Regions from separate parts of the Zea mays genome. Here region 2 is linked to region 1. Evidence: chromatin contacts called from public Hi-C data. All regions are on one chromosome and are shown on one strand. The core of a region is the stretch at or near the end of the contact, and the rest is flanking DNA. Distances in the headings are between cores, read along the strand shown. Region 1 holds the start of LOC103651234 (pentatricopeptide repeat-containing protein At4g32450, mitochondrial). Region 2 holds the start of LOC100283279 (dehydrin6).

The links. Hi-C and Micro-C count contacts between places; a contact is called where the count stands out from the background.
Region 2: a contact with region 1 is called in a Hi-C map of tassel, with 2.2 times the contacts expected there. The contact joins the promoter of LOC100283279 here to the promoter of LOC103651234 in region 1. A contact is called at or near these places in 3 of 25 Hi-C or Micro-C datasets (ear, leaf and tassel).

Annotation. Positions count from the first base shown.
Region 1 is chr3:205,215,135-205,221,322 of Zm-B73-REFERENCE-NAM-5.0, reverse strand. It overlaps LOC103651234 (pentatricopeptide repeat-containing protein At4g32450, mitochondrial), which reads left to right and starts at 3,015. Exons shown (of 2, transcript XM_008676853.4): 1 at 3,015-3,968; 2 at 4,379-6,188. The coding sequence starts at 3,850. It overlaps LOC100272584, which reads right to left and starts at 3,452. Exons shown (of 13, transcript NM_001147047.1): 1 at 3,219-3,452; 2 at 2,784-2,870; 3 at 2,546-2,687; 4 at 1,980-2,062; 5 at 1,853-1,906; 6 at 1,703-1,754; 7 at 1,572-1,636; 8 at 1,409-1,465; 9 at 1,264-1,336; 10 at 977-1,063; 11 at 759-900; 12 at 237-343. The coding sequence starts at 3,391.
Region 2 is chr3:205,354,530-205,360,717 of Zm-B73-REFERENCE-NAM-5.0, reverse strand. LOC100283279 (dehydrin6) reads left to right here and starts at 2,466. Exons shown (of 5, transcript NM_001156181.2): 1 at 2,466-2,857; 2 at 5,543-5,723; 3 at 5,850-5,991; 4 at 6,074-6,143. The coding sequence starts at 2,644. LOC109944883 (a long non-coding RNA gene) reads right to left here and starts at 1,452. Exons shown (of 4, transcript XR_002750313.2): 1 at 1,077-1,452.

The DNA.
Region 1 (6,188 bases), core at 1,766-4,265:
CTCCGTTCCAATTTATAGGTTGTTTCGGCATTTTTCGGCACATAACTTTTGCTATGTATGTAGACATTGTATATCTAGGTGCATATCAAAAGTTATGTAACCTAGAAAAGCTAAAACAACTTATAATTTCGGGATAGAGGGTGGTAACAACTATAATAAGACGGCATTGCAGAATTTCACATTCTAGTGATAAAACTCTGCATATGAAAATAATATTGTATTCAAAGTTACCTCACCTGAGAACAAAGTAGGATGTATTGTTGCAGGGCAATGTTATGGAAGAGTGGGCCAATTTGGTTGCTCTGTTGTATAAAATCAAATCCAAACTTCGCATAGTCCACAGCTTCAGGAGAACAAGCAAAACATTTGAGTATCATGACATAAATCAAGCCCCGCATAATTTGAAAATCAATACGTTAGTTCAGGTCAGGTCATGATCTTATGGGGGCATTATAAATTTGCACATCAAATGCACCAAAAGTATAAACAGTACGAGGAATGGCATTAGGTCGACAGTAAGCGGCAAGGTTTTAAAAATTGATAATCGGTACTGTTTGCTCACCCACCTACTAGAAAATATACAGCAAAACTGCCTTTTTTTAAGTTATCAGTTGATTGCTGCATTGCACGAGGAATAAAGAAGTTCCAATCAATTACAGTTTACATCTATCTACAAAAACTTCTTTCATATTTATCACAAACAAAAGTGGAGAAATAATTTTCAATCCATAAGAAAAAAAAATGGTCCTGATTCTTACCAGAGGAAGACTTTTTCGCGGTGCACCCATATGAACTGGTGCTGCAGGCATCCTCTCCTGATGGCCTTTTGCAGGAATACGAGGACTTCAATTGCTTATCAACAATCGTAATTAACTTTTGTGTGAAAGCAATGGCAGCTCCCTGGTCACACACTAGATTTCTGTAACATGGAGCACAACATGTGGCAAAGATAAAAGTAGACAGATGTTACAATTACCTGCCAAAAGGAGTAGCAACCATCAACCAATTTATTAGTTCGTCCTTGAAATCCGCATTCCACTCCTTGACGAAAAGCCACCCAGCCCTAAATGGTGAAGATGCCAGCAACAACGCCAAATATTGTAACAAAAACAATTGTTGCATCAGCCAAACACACAAGTATCTACTACTTGTCATGCACTTTCACCAAGGAGCTAAAAAATAACTTAATGATCTAATACACATAAACACATCATAATTATAGAAGTAAATTAAATAAACTAAGGGAGGAAGAGGTTATCTTACAATCAAACTAGGCAAGTCAACTTTCTCTGCCTCATTAAGCAGGATCAAAGCAGCCAATCCACAGAATGTATACCTTATGAATGCAACTTTGTTAATGTTCTTAACATATAAATTTCAAACTTCACAGAAATCCTTAGAAACATACCCACCATGTGCTTCAGCATAAGGCTCCCCAGCAATACCACCTTCATAAGTTTGACATCTGCAGTCATATAGTATATCAATTGAGCAACATTCTAGAAAAGAACTGTGACCAAGCAACAATTTTGCAACTGGAAAAAATTGAATGTATATAACACAAACAAAACCTTGCTATGTAGTCGCCTACACCTTTTGCCAGTTTAAAATCAAGAATATTCACAAGGCTGGCAACCTAAAGTCAACATCAGAAAATATCAAGTAACTGCAGAAAAATTGCAAAGGACCAAAAGAAACTCACCGATATAGCGGTGTAGGAAGCACGGACATCAATTTCGCCACCATCATGCATTCTAGGGCAAAGGAAAAAATGAGTGGCAGGCATCACCTCTGAAGGGCTACAACTGAGAAAGTGGTATCTGTACATTATCCACGCTGATAGGTTGCGTACCTGAAAGCACCTGATACATCTTTCATCTGCAGCATAAAATTGTACAGGTTGCCCCTGACCCACAAGGTAAACATAATTAACAAAATGACTCTTGTAGATCTTGTTTTAGAGCAACCATGAGATTTACCTATTGATTGATGACAATGCTCTTTCGCTCCCTATTGTCACAAGTGTATTTACAGCAGCATAAGTCGTAGCTAGGTGAGGCAACTGCAAAGGACGTGGACTTTGTATAAAAACAATCTATAATTTACCCTCTTGAATGACTCAAACTCAACATAAATGAACTCAAACAGACTTCATAAATCAATAACAAACAAGATTTCTGGTTCATAAGTAATGCTAATTGAATGAGAAGGCTAATTTAAAGCACCCAATAATTTAGCTTTGCTATCTAAAAAGATAGCCTTGAGTATACAAATCAAAAGCATAGTACCCACCACCACCGGCAGATATTTTGTTTGTTACATGGACATGCTAATATCAACTAAAAATGCTACAATTACAACCAGGTGAGCTAAAGAAGGATTTAATGTGAAACAACAAACATATATGTCCTCGGCGATTCATTGGACATATCCAAGGCTAATGCATGCACTACATAAATCGAAGATCTTATTTAGAAAAAAAATCAATGCTAATAGCAAAATCAAAGATATTATCTAGCTCAAAAGATTTTGGGATTGGAGCAACCTGTCCAGGTCCACCACTATATCCACCATCTTTATCCTGACATCGAGCTAAGAAGTCTATGATATCATTCTCAAGATCATCATCAAGTGCTTCATCCAGCAAAGCAAGTGGATGAACCATCCAGTAGCATAGCCAAGGGCGACTGAAACCAATTAAAAGCAATACCAGAACAAATATGCATTAGTGTCACAATCAAACAGGATATTGCAAAGATAACTTAACCATGCACAATCATTACTTGGCATCTAGAACATGAAAGGCTGGTCCCATATGCCTCAGCCCAGGCGTCAGATACTCGATATGCTGATCACGCCACAGCTCTAGCCTGCACAGAAAACAACTCGACAACAAAAGGCTGATGAGGAGACAGTGGACCCACACCCTAATATCAACTCACATTCAAGTGTTTGTGTCTAAGACGCTATCCAACAATACATAACTAGCAGTACTAAGCTTCTGTACGCACCAAATCAGAAACCCTGCACTGAACTATCTGGTGCCACGGGCAAAGTTATCAGAGGACTAGCTATTTTTCAAGCTACAGCGTATCAAATACTCCAATATCCAAACTAAATCCATGCGTTGAGACCCGCCAAGCACTGCCGGCTGTCGGCAGCCAGGGGATATACTCAAATAGAAGTGAGAAAACTAGCGTGTGCTTAGGGATGCTCACATGATGGATTTCGTGTTGGGCGCGGCCCCGAAGAGGGAGCGGTAGATGTCGCCAACCCTGGCCTCCACCTTCATCTGCTCCACCTGCGTCACCGTGAGCCTCGGTAGGTCGGGATCCGCCGCCGCTGCCGGGTCGTCTCCGGTGGGCGGCGTCGACTGCGGGGAGGGGTCCATGGACGCAGCGGCCTGGTGTGGAGTCGGAGGCGGAGCGCCGCCGCCTGGCTGCGCTCTCGAGTGCTGCGGCCTGCGGTTTCGGCAGTGCTGCCCTTGCTGTTGCGGCCTTGCGGGGTCCGGTTCTCGGCTGCTTCGGTGTTGTGGTGAGACGGGTGAGCGGAGCAATCTTACGATGCCGCGAGACGGGTGAGCCCAACCAATAATTTCATTGAGCCGGCCCAATCACACTGACCAGAGCTATGTTATCCAACCCGATACCACACCAAACCCACGACGGCACCGCAGCAACCCATTCCATAGCCACGCGAGTGACGCGACGCGACGCACGGCCTGCCTGAGGCAGCGCATCTGCTTGGCGGCCGGGAGCAGCCGCCGCTTCGCCTTCGTGAGGGTTTAAGCGACGAAGAGAAAGGGGAGGAAGCGAGCCCCCAGGGAGGTGCAGAGGGAGAGGGTGGGAGATGGCTGCAATGGTTGGAGCGCGTAGGGCGCTCTTGGCCGCTCGGTTCTCTCCTCGCGGCACCATCGCGGCGTCGGCCGCGCCAGCTCCCCTCTACCGGCCCATGGATTCGCCACTCAGGTACTGTGCCACTGCCTCGGTGCTGACTCGTTGATTCATATGACGCGATGCTATTCCTTGTTGCTAATCTTTTTGTTCTAGGCTAGAGTTTGGAGATCTTCTCAAGCGATTTGGTTCTCTGTAAATTGTTCCCAGTTGCTAAGAACAGAACAGAATATAACTTTTTAAAAACAAAAGGTAGCCAATTATTCTGGGAAGGAAATTTCTAGTCATTTTTGCCTGATTAGAACATGAATTATTCCTTGGACCTTGGCATAGACTCACAGTAATTCTAATTCGTGTTTCTGTTCACTAGGATGTTGCTTGTTACTTTTCAAAATGGAAAAAACACTTACCTGTTAGGAGTGACATTGCACCTGAAAATTTTCAATTCAGGGTCATCCTAAAAGCATGGTTCTTTTATCTTGCAGGCTTCCAGCTGAAAGAGTTTGTCTACAGTCTTGGGTTCCACATCGAGGGGCTGGTACCTTTGCATCTGAAAGGACTGATGAAGATTATCAGCGTGAGTGGGGACAAAACAAAGCAGGTAGCTACACTGACTCCCGTTGGAACGGCTCTAATCTCCAACTTCAGAGAGATGTCACTTCAGCTGGTTCCACAACAGGTACTCACAAAAATAAGGGTGTGGATGGTGTTGGTGGCAGTTCTGAGCAACATTACAGAAGTGGTGGATCATATGGCTTTCAAAACAATCATCAGCCATATACTGGTACAAGAGCGAATAATGAGAGATACAATGCATCACAACCTTATAGAGGTAGTGGTCCATACAGCCAGCAAGGCCTTGATGGACATTTTTCAAATGATCGTCAACAGTACAATGGCACAGAAGCTAATAGTACATATAGCTCTGGATACTACACCCAAAGTAAGCAGAAGATTTATGAAGGAGAGGGAGCTAATAATGGGCAGTATGGATATGGTCCTTCAGGACAACCATGTCCGAACCCAGTTGGAAATAGCCAGCGAGTTCAGAAACAGCAATATGTTGATCATAGATCTGGGGGAAGTTATCCAGATAGATCTGGGCATCATCCCTCTCAATATGTAAATCCAACTCATTCCCGTAAGGAGCATGTTGCAGGGTTTCAGCAAGGCAACAATAGTAATTTTGGATATAATGCTTCGCAGGCATATCAAAGCCCTTATTTCACTAGGCAGGCTGATACACATAGTACTTCTCAAGGATATTCCATGTACCTAAATACAGATGTGCAACGCCTCTCTCATGGAGTTCATCAAGAAAAACATTCACATGCACAATCTGCTGGATCATTTGGGAACCATGTAAATAGTGCACCTCATGAATATGGCAAATATCATCAGTCACTACAAGGCAACCCTTCAAATGTTGGATCGCCTTACGAAGTACCTAGTGAAGCTGGCAGCAAACACAAATGTACTGTTGAAGAACTGGAGAAGTTTTGTGATGATGGCAATGTAAAAGAAGCTCTGGAAGTTTTGGCTATGCTAAAGGAAAACAGAATTGTGCTACATGCTCCTCAGTACTTCAGATTGATGCAAGCATGTGGTGATGCAACTGCCCTTTCAGAAGCAAGATTAATACATAGTCAAATATCTGAATCATCACTTACTGTTGACACAGATTTTCAAAACAAAATTATGGAGATGTATGCTAGGTGTGGTTCTATGGAAGATGCAAAGAAGATTTTCAGTTCTATGGATCATCATAATTTGACTTCTTGGAACACTATGATCTCAGGTTTTGTGCACAATGTTCTTGGTGAAGAAGCAATAGATTTTTTTGAACGGTTTAAGCAGACAGGGGACAAGCCAGATCATGGCATGTTCAGACATGTTTTCTTGGCATGTGGAATTTTGGGATCTGTTAATGAAGGAATGTTGCATTTTGAATCCATGCAGAAAGATTTTGGCATACATCCCACTACAGAGCATTATGCAAGCATTGTTACTATGCTTGGACAGTCTGGCTACATTGTCGAGGCTTATGAATTCGTGGAACGGATGCCTGTGGAACCAAGCATTGAGGTATGGGAAAATTTGATGAACATGTGTCGACTTAATGGCTTTTTAGAGCTTGGAGATCGTTGTGCTCAGATCATAGAGTGCTTGGATTCTTCTAGGCTGAATGAACAGTCTAAAATGGGTCTGTTCCCTGTCGATGTGTCAGATCTTGCAAAGGAAAAGGAAAGGAAAAAGGCAAGTGTCGCCGAAGCTCGGAGCAAGGTCCATGAATAC
Region 2 (6,188 bases), core at 1,217-3,716, 140 kb before region 1:
AACGCTGCTGGATCCTCTATATGTAGATTTTCTCTAAACGATTCTCTATCTATTTGAATACTTTAAACAACCGGTTTAATAAAACTAAAATATGTACAATACATTTGATAGTATGACAAATACGTATGTACAAAAATTAAAAAATTAAAAATGTCTTTAATATAGGTATTTACATATAGATGACGTGATTTAGAGGACGTTGTTGGAGAGAAAGTAGATATAGGAGATGAAATCTTTTAGAGAAAACTGTAAAGGATGTATATAGAGGACGTTGCTGGAGACAGTCTTATACCATGAGTTGAGCATAGAAAAGAGGCTCAACACAACCTTTGTTCAATCAAAGAAACTAGGATTTCCCTTATGCTCCCGCTGCCCAATTTAGTCATCCTAATTTGACTGTAGCCAGTTGTCATGCATCTAAATGACCATCATAGGCATGAGTAAACAGGCTTGCAGAAGCGCATGAGCCTATTTGTTCTCAGTGACATGCAATTCCAAATAAGGTTGAGCATCATCGCCCTTTTAAATCGCTACGTTTCACATATTGGGGCTCAATTGCATGTCGTACATGTCAACATCACTTGCACTGCTAAGAGGATACATTCACCCAGTTGAAGAAACATGATATATGATTCTTCTTAATTTTGTCTTTGCAGAATACAAACACAAATGTCATGTATTTAAGTAAAATAAAAGATAACATGCATTTTTAGCACTACATTTCGTAGGGTATCAATATATTTGCCAAAACCATCATAAATAGTAAATCTATTTTGAAAACAATACATCAGGGAGCTAAAAAATTAAGTAATCATGATCGCTAGTTTGTGAAATTGAACAAGAGTATTTTGTATAGCAAATCTAGAATTATTTTTCCTTCATCCTTTAGGAAAAAGGGAGGAAAATATCCATAATCACAACATACATGTTTTGGAAAGGCAGAGCCTCGATCAAGCAAAATGAAATAAAGGAGATGGATGCAAGTACTTAGCTCAATTAGCAAGATTATTGAAAGCTAGATCTGGGTTTGTGATATGAGCGCCAGGGATTGAGGTTTTCCGATGAGAGTAGCAAACCTAGGGTTCAGGGCTAGGGCGGCAGAGGGGGTCCGAACCGAGCACTGATCAAGTGAGGAGGAGGTCATCAGCATGCCTCCCTGCATCCTCAGATCGAGCAAGATCTCCCCTGTCCTCCTCGACGGGCTCCCGTGGTCGCCGGAGGCGGTGTAACAGAGGTTGCTAGACATGTTGGGCGGATCGACCAGCGGGAGGCATGGAGCGATAGACGAGCAGTGGTTCGCTGAGCCAGCGTGACTAGGAGGAGGGAGAGAAAATAGAGATCGACCACAACGAGATAGGGGTGGGCATCGAGACGGGGGACGGGGCGTGCAACATGGGCGGGGGGGGGGGGGGGGGGGGGAGCAGGCGGGCAGGGCAGAGCTGTGGACGCTGACTTTACACTCTTAGAACATGTTTGGATTCATACTACTAAAGCAAAATGACTAAAGTTTAGTCGGTTTAAAAGCTAAACTTCCAAACACAAAGGATTAAAAGTAACTAAAATGTGTTAGCTCCTTTAGCTTTCAAGGAGTAGCTAAAAATGACTAAAACCCATGCTTTATACCTGGTCCCTACATCCACACCTGCACCTAGCGCGTGCTGTAGCAGGTCCCCCATTCCTGTCACTTGTTCTAAACAATATTTCAAGTAGTTGGTCCCCCACTTGTTTAGTCCCCACGCCCGCCCAACATTTATGATTATAATTTTATTAATGTCTGTTAGTCACTTCTTCTAAATAGACGGTGACTAAAATTTAGCGAGTAATTTTAGTTAAGCCTTATGGCTCAAACAGTTATAGATATAGATGGAGAGCCATACGCGAGGCATGCGAGTGGCCGACAAGGCGTCGAGGCTGGCACAACAGTTGCATACGTTATCGTAAATCTTTAATTAAATTAGAAAGGGTCACCTAGAAGGAGCTTGGCCACCAAGTATTGGCGCCTGGTCGGTCTTGCCGAATTCAAACCCCGTGGCCGTGATTGCTTCGCGAAACTTCTCTTCGACCATCTTCTTTTCCCAGACCGCCCTCCGCCTACAGTCCACCAGCCGCTCCACGCCGTTGGATGCCGTCCAAGGGCCCCTTCGCGCCACGTGTAGAATGGTCGCTGCCGCTTTCCTCGCGATCTCCACCGCCCTCCTGACTTGCTTTGCTTGCCCTGGGTCCCCGTTCCCCGACGACGTGCCCGACGCCGCGGCGCCTCCTTGTCCACGCGTTCGTGCTTCCCAATTCAAGTACTACCCCATTTCTGCACCCTCATGTGTGGTGTTAGTGTCACTGCCGGTGGGCCTGAATCTGTGCCTGGCGCCTTGATTCACCGTTAGCGAAGGGGTAGGCGGCGGGATCCCTTTCCGTGGGGACACCCTACTTGCGCGGACAAAACGAGCCACGGTGTTCCAACGGCGGGCGCCCGTGCAAACGTAGTTCGACGGTCAGGATCGCATCCATCGCCGTTTATAAAACGACTTGGCTACGCTTCACGCACACGGCGTCTTTGGGTGAGCACACCGCGCAGCAACGAGAGGGGCAAACAAGCTTGCTACTGTGATTTCTCGTCCGAGCAGCGGCGGAGGAGAGAGAGAGAGCATGGCCGACCACAAGGAGGAGCCTGTGCCGGAGTCTGTGATGGACAAGATCACCGAGAAGTTCCACGGCGGGGACTCGTCGTCGTCGTCGTCTGACTCGGACGACGAGAAGAAGGGGTCCTCGTTGGCGTCGGCGGCGGAAGCCATGAAGGCCAAGATCTACCGCCTTTTCGGCCGGGAGAGGCCCGTCCACTCCGTCCTCGGCGGCGGCAAGCGTAAGACCCCACGATTTGTATACCCGATTCGTTCCTGTTTTTTTTAGATCCGATCCGATCTAGTTATATCTGTGCTTGGGCGGTGCTACCTTGGACTGGTGCAAAATAGTTCGTCACTTCGTTAATAAGCTGCCTTTTTATTTGAAACTGGAAAGTGCTTGGACCGTGGTTTTGGCATCTGTAGCGTATTTGCTAAGTAACTCGACGATTTCCCTTTGACTTGATCAGCTATAGCGGTCAGCGGCGGCAGCTTGTCCTCACCCTTAAACCCTAACACGCGCTGTTCGATCTCGACTTGGGAACGGATCTGGAATGTTTAGTTGGCTGTTCACTTGTTTACTACTGTCTTGCGCGCGCCCATGCGCGCGTGGTGTTGTGTGTGTGTTTTGTAATTTTGCAATGTTTGGATTTAATTTATAATTTACATGGAATGCAAACAAAAGGTGCATTGTGTTTCGTATATGCATTTAGATGCATGTACAAGCTAGTATTATTTACATGTCACAAATAACGTTCATAGTTTTATAGCCTCCAGCATAGTTCTTGGTGCAAATAAGATAAACACATGAATTACTAAAGATGACGGATAAGGTTGCAGTTCGTATTTTTTTCCTAAATTTTGGTTCTTGATTTGGATCTGGTACCTTCTGGTAGAGCAAGATGTTGTCGGCATCGAACATTCCTACAAAGCAAGTATGAAATAGTTAAGCATCCTGACACTCGTAAAATAGCAAAGCTAAAACAAATTAGTTACTCCTATAAACATTTAAATTATACAATCAGTACATGTTTGGCTCGAAACTAATAATGAGGATGTAGCAATATGCTAAACTTTAGCTATATGGATATAAATAGGTCTAGATAACAGATGGGAATAAACTTTAGATTGTTTCTAAATCCCCATTATCTTACTATCTACCCAAATAATGGGGGCTAACAGGAACATTACTCTCCACTTATTAATTAATCCATTAGTTATGGATCTGAACTCCACAACCTACTATCCACTCTGCTAGGCAGTAGTTAGCAAATATTAGCTAAATAATGATAATATGTACTACATCCAATAGATCCTAAGAAAGGCCGGGACAACCAAATAGCAAATAGCCATGCATGGTAATCCACATGCAATCAGCAACTTGGAAGCAAAAGCTCATCAACATTATGTGATGGTCATGGCACCAGCTGAAAAAAATGTAGGTTAGTAAATGTTGGGTATTTATAGAATCTGACTCCAACAATTTGATTGTTGTGAAAGCTTATATTATGAAATAAAAAACGCTTCTTAGGCCATAAGAATTGAAATCTAGAGCTTCAAGAGGCTGCAGAGTTAGTTCTTACTTTAGGTGATTTTTTGCGACATATGCTAGGGTTCGTAAAGCATGAGCACATAAGTTAGCCCTGTTTTAAATATACGAATCATTGTATGAAAGTTAGAAAGTGTGGGTGTAAATAAAAGGAGTTCATGACATAAGGAATAAATCAAGATTGGCTCCCGGTTACCGTACCAATTCTTGCTCACCCATCCCTCCCATCAGATCACTGCATCTCATCTAGGTCGGCCTAGTCCTAGCGAGCCGTGGTGGCTGGCCTCTGCCGAACCGAGGTGACGGACACGGGGGCACTCCGTGGGATCGTTCCCCAGCCTCATTACATGATGTTTCTAGACAGCAGCGGACAGACTGAGAGAATATATAGGAATGTGTCTTCTTCCTCTCGCTTATGGGGGTGATGCCTTTTAGGCTTCCACGGAGAGGAGGTCGTGGAACCGTGGGTTCCTCATTCCCAGATCCGGCCAACGCGAGCAGAACTGTGGCATTGGGGGTGAGGATGGGATTCCTGGCGAAGAGACAGGGGAGGGGATGGTGATGCGAGCACAGTTGCGGTGTTGTGGAGAGGGGGAGAGGAGGGGAAGGATTGGGGATCCCGACACCTTTAGATTCGGCCGGAGCAGGCACGGTTGTGGCGTCAGGGAGGGGGAAAGGACGTAGGGAGGAGGAGAATGGCTCGCATCTGTTGGGAGCGTCAAGCTGCTCCATCGTCGTCGTTGTAGCCATCGCGGTCGACATCCTCTTCACCATGGATAGTGCCGCCCCGGCAACCGAGAGGGAGATGTATCCTCTGGAAGCGTCGCGATTTATCTAGCATGAGGAGGCCGCCTGGCCCCTGGTGCGCGAGAACACTCGTGTAGCCTTTGGAATCCGATCCTATGGTCGAAAGATTAATGGACGACGTGGATAGGCTCATAAGCCACTTTTTGGAGCTGGTTTCATAATAAGAGCAACTCCAATAGTTATGTAAATTTTAGCTCTCTAAATCACAGATTTAAGAAGTTCCTAAATAACTAAATAACTTTGGGAGTAAACAAATGTGAGTTCTCCAATAGTTCTCTAAAAATATGTTGTAGTTTTGTTTTGTATCTATCCACATTAAAAAAATAAGTCACAAATGTCAGCAATTATCTTCGTTACCTACATAAATGGTTGCCAAATGTAGAGAGGAAATGAGGTTAGATGAGAAGTGGCTAAATTTAGAAGTTAATTTAGAGAACTATTGGAGAGGAGTTTTATGTTAGCTACCTAAATTATTGATTTAGAAAGTATTTTAGAGAACCACTGGAGTTGCTCTAAGGAAATTACAGATGTTTGGGCTGATGCGGTTATTTCTTCACAAATGTGCTTGCAGCTGCCGATCTTATCCTATGGAGGAACAGGAAGATCTCTGGCGGGGTACTTGCTGGTGCCACGGCCATCTGGCTCCTATTCGAGGTCATGGAGTACCATCTCCTCACCTTGGTGTGCCACTGTCTCATCCTCTCGCTGGCCATCCTCTTCCTGTGGTCCAATGCCTCCACTTTCATCAACAAGTGAGCTTCTGGGATTCCTGATGTTCAAATGAAACCGAACTGGTTCTGAAACAGGGCCTGCTCTGATTGCCACGACACGAGCAAAATTTTATTACTTCTTCAATTTATGGCACTGCTGATTTTCAGGTCCCCACCGAACATTCCTGAGGTCAAAATCCCTGAGGATGTGGCTGTTAATGTTGCCCTGTCACTGAGATATGAGATCAACAGGGGCTTTGCTACCTTAAGGGAGATTGGGCATGGCCGTGATCTGAAGAAATTCCTAATTGTATGTTGGTTCTCTTTCAGCGTTGTGTCCAGTGTAAGACAATTCTTGGTATCGTGCTGATGCCTGGCACTTTTTTCTTCAGGTTATTGCAGGTCTCTGGCTTCTTTCAGTTCTCGGGAGCTGCTGCAACTTCCTGACACTGTTCTATATTGGTAATGACCGCAATTCATCTGCTACTAACTTTTTCTCTTGGTGTT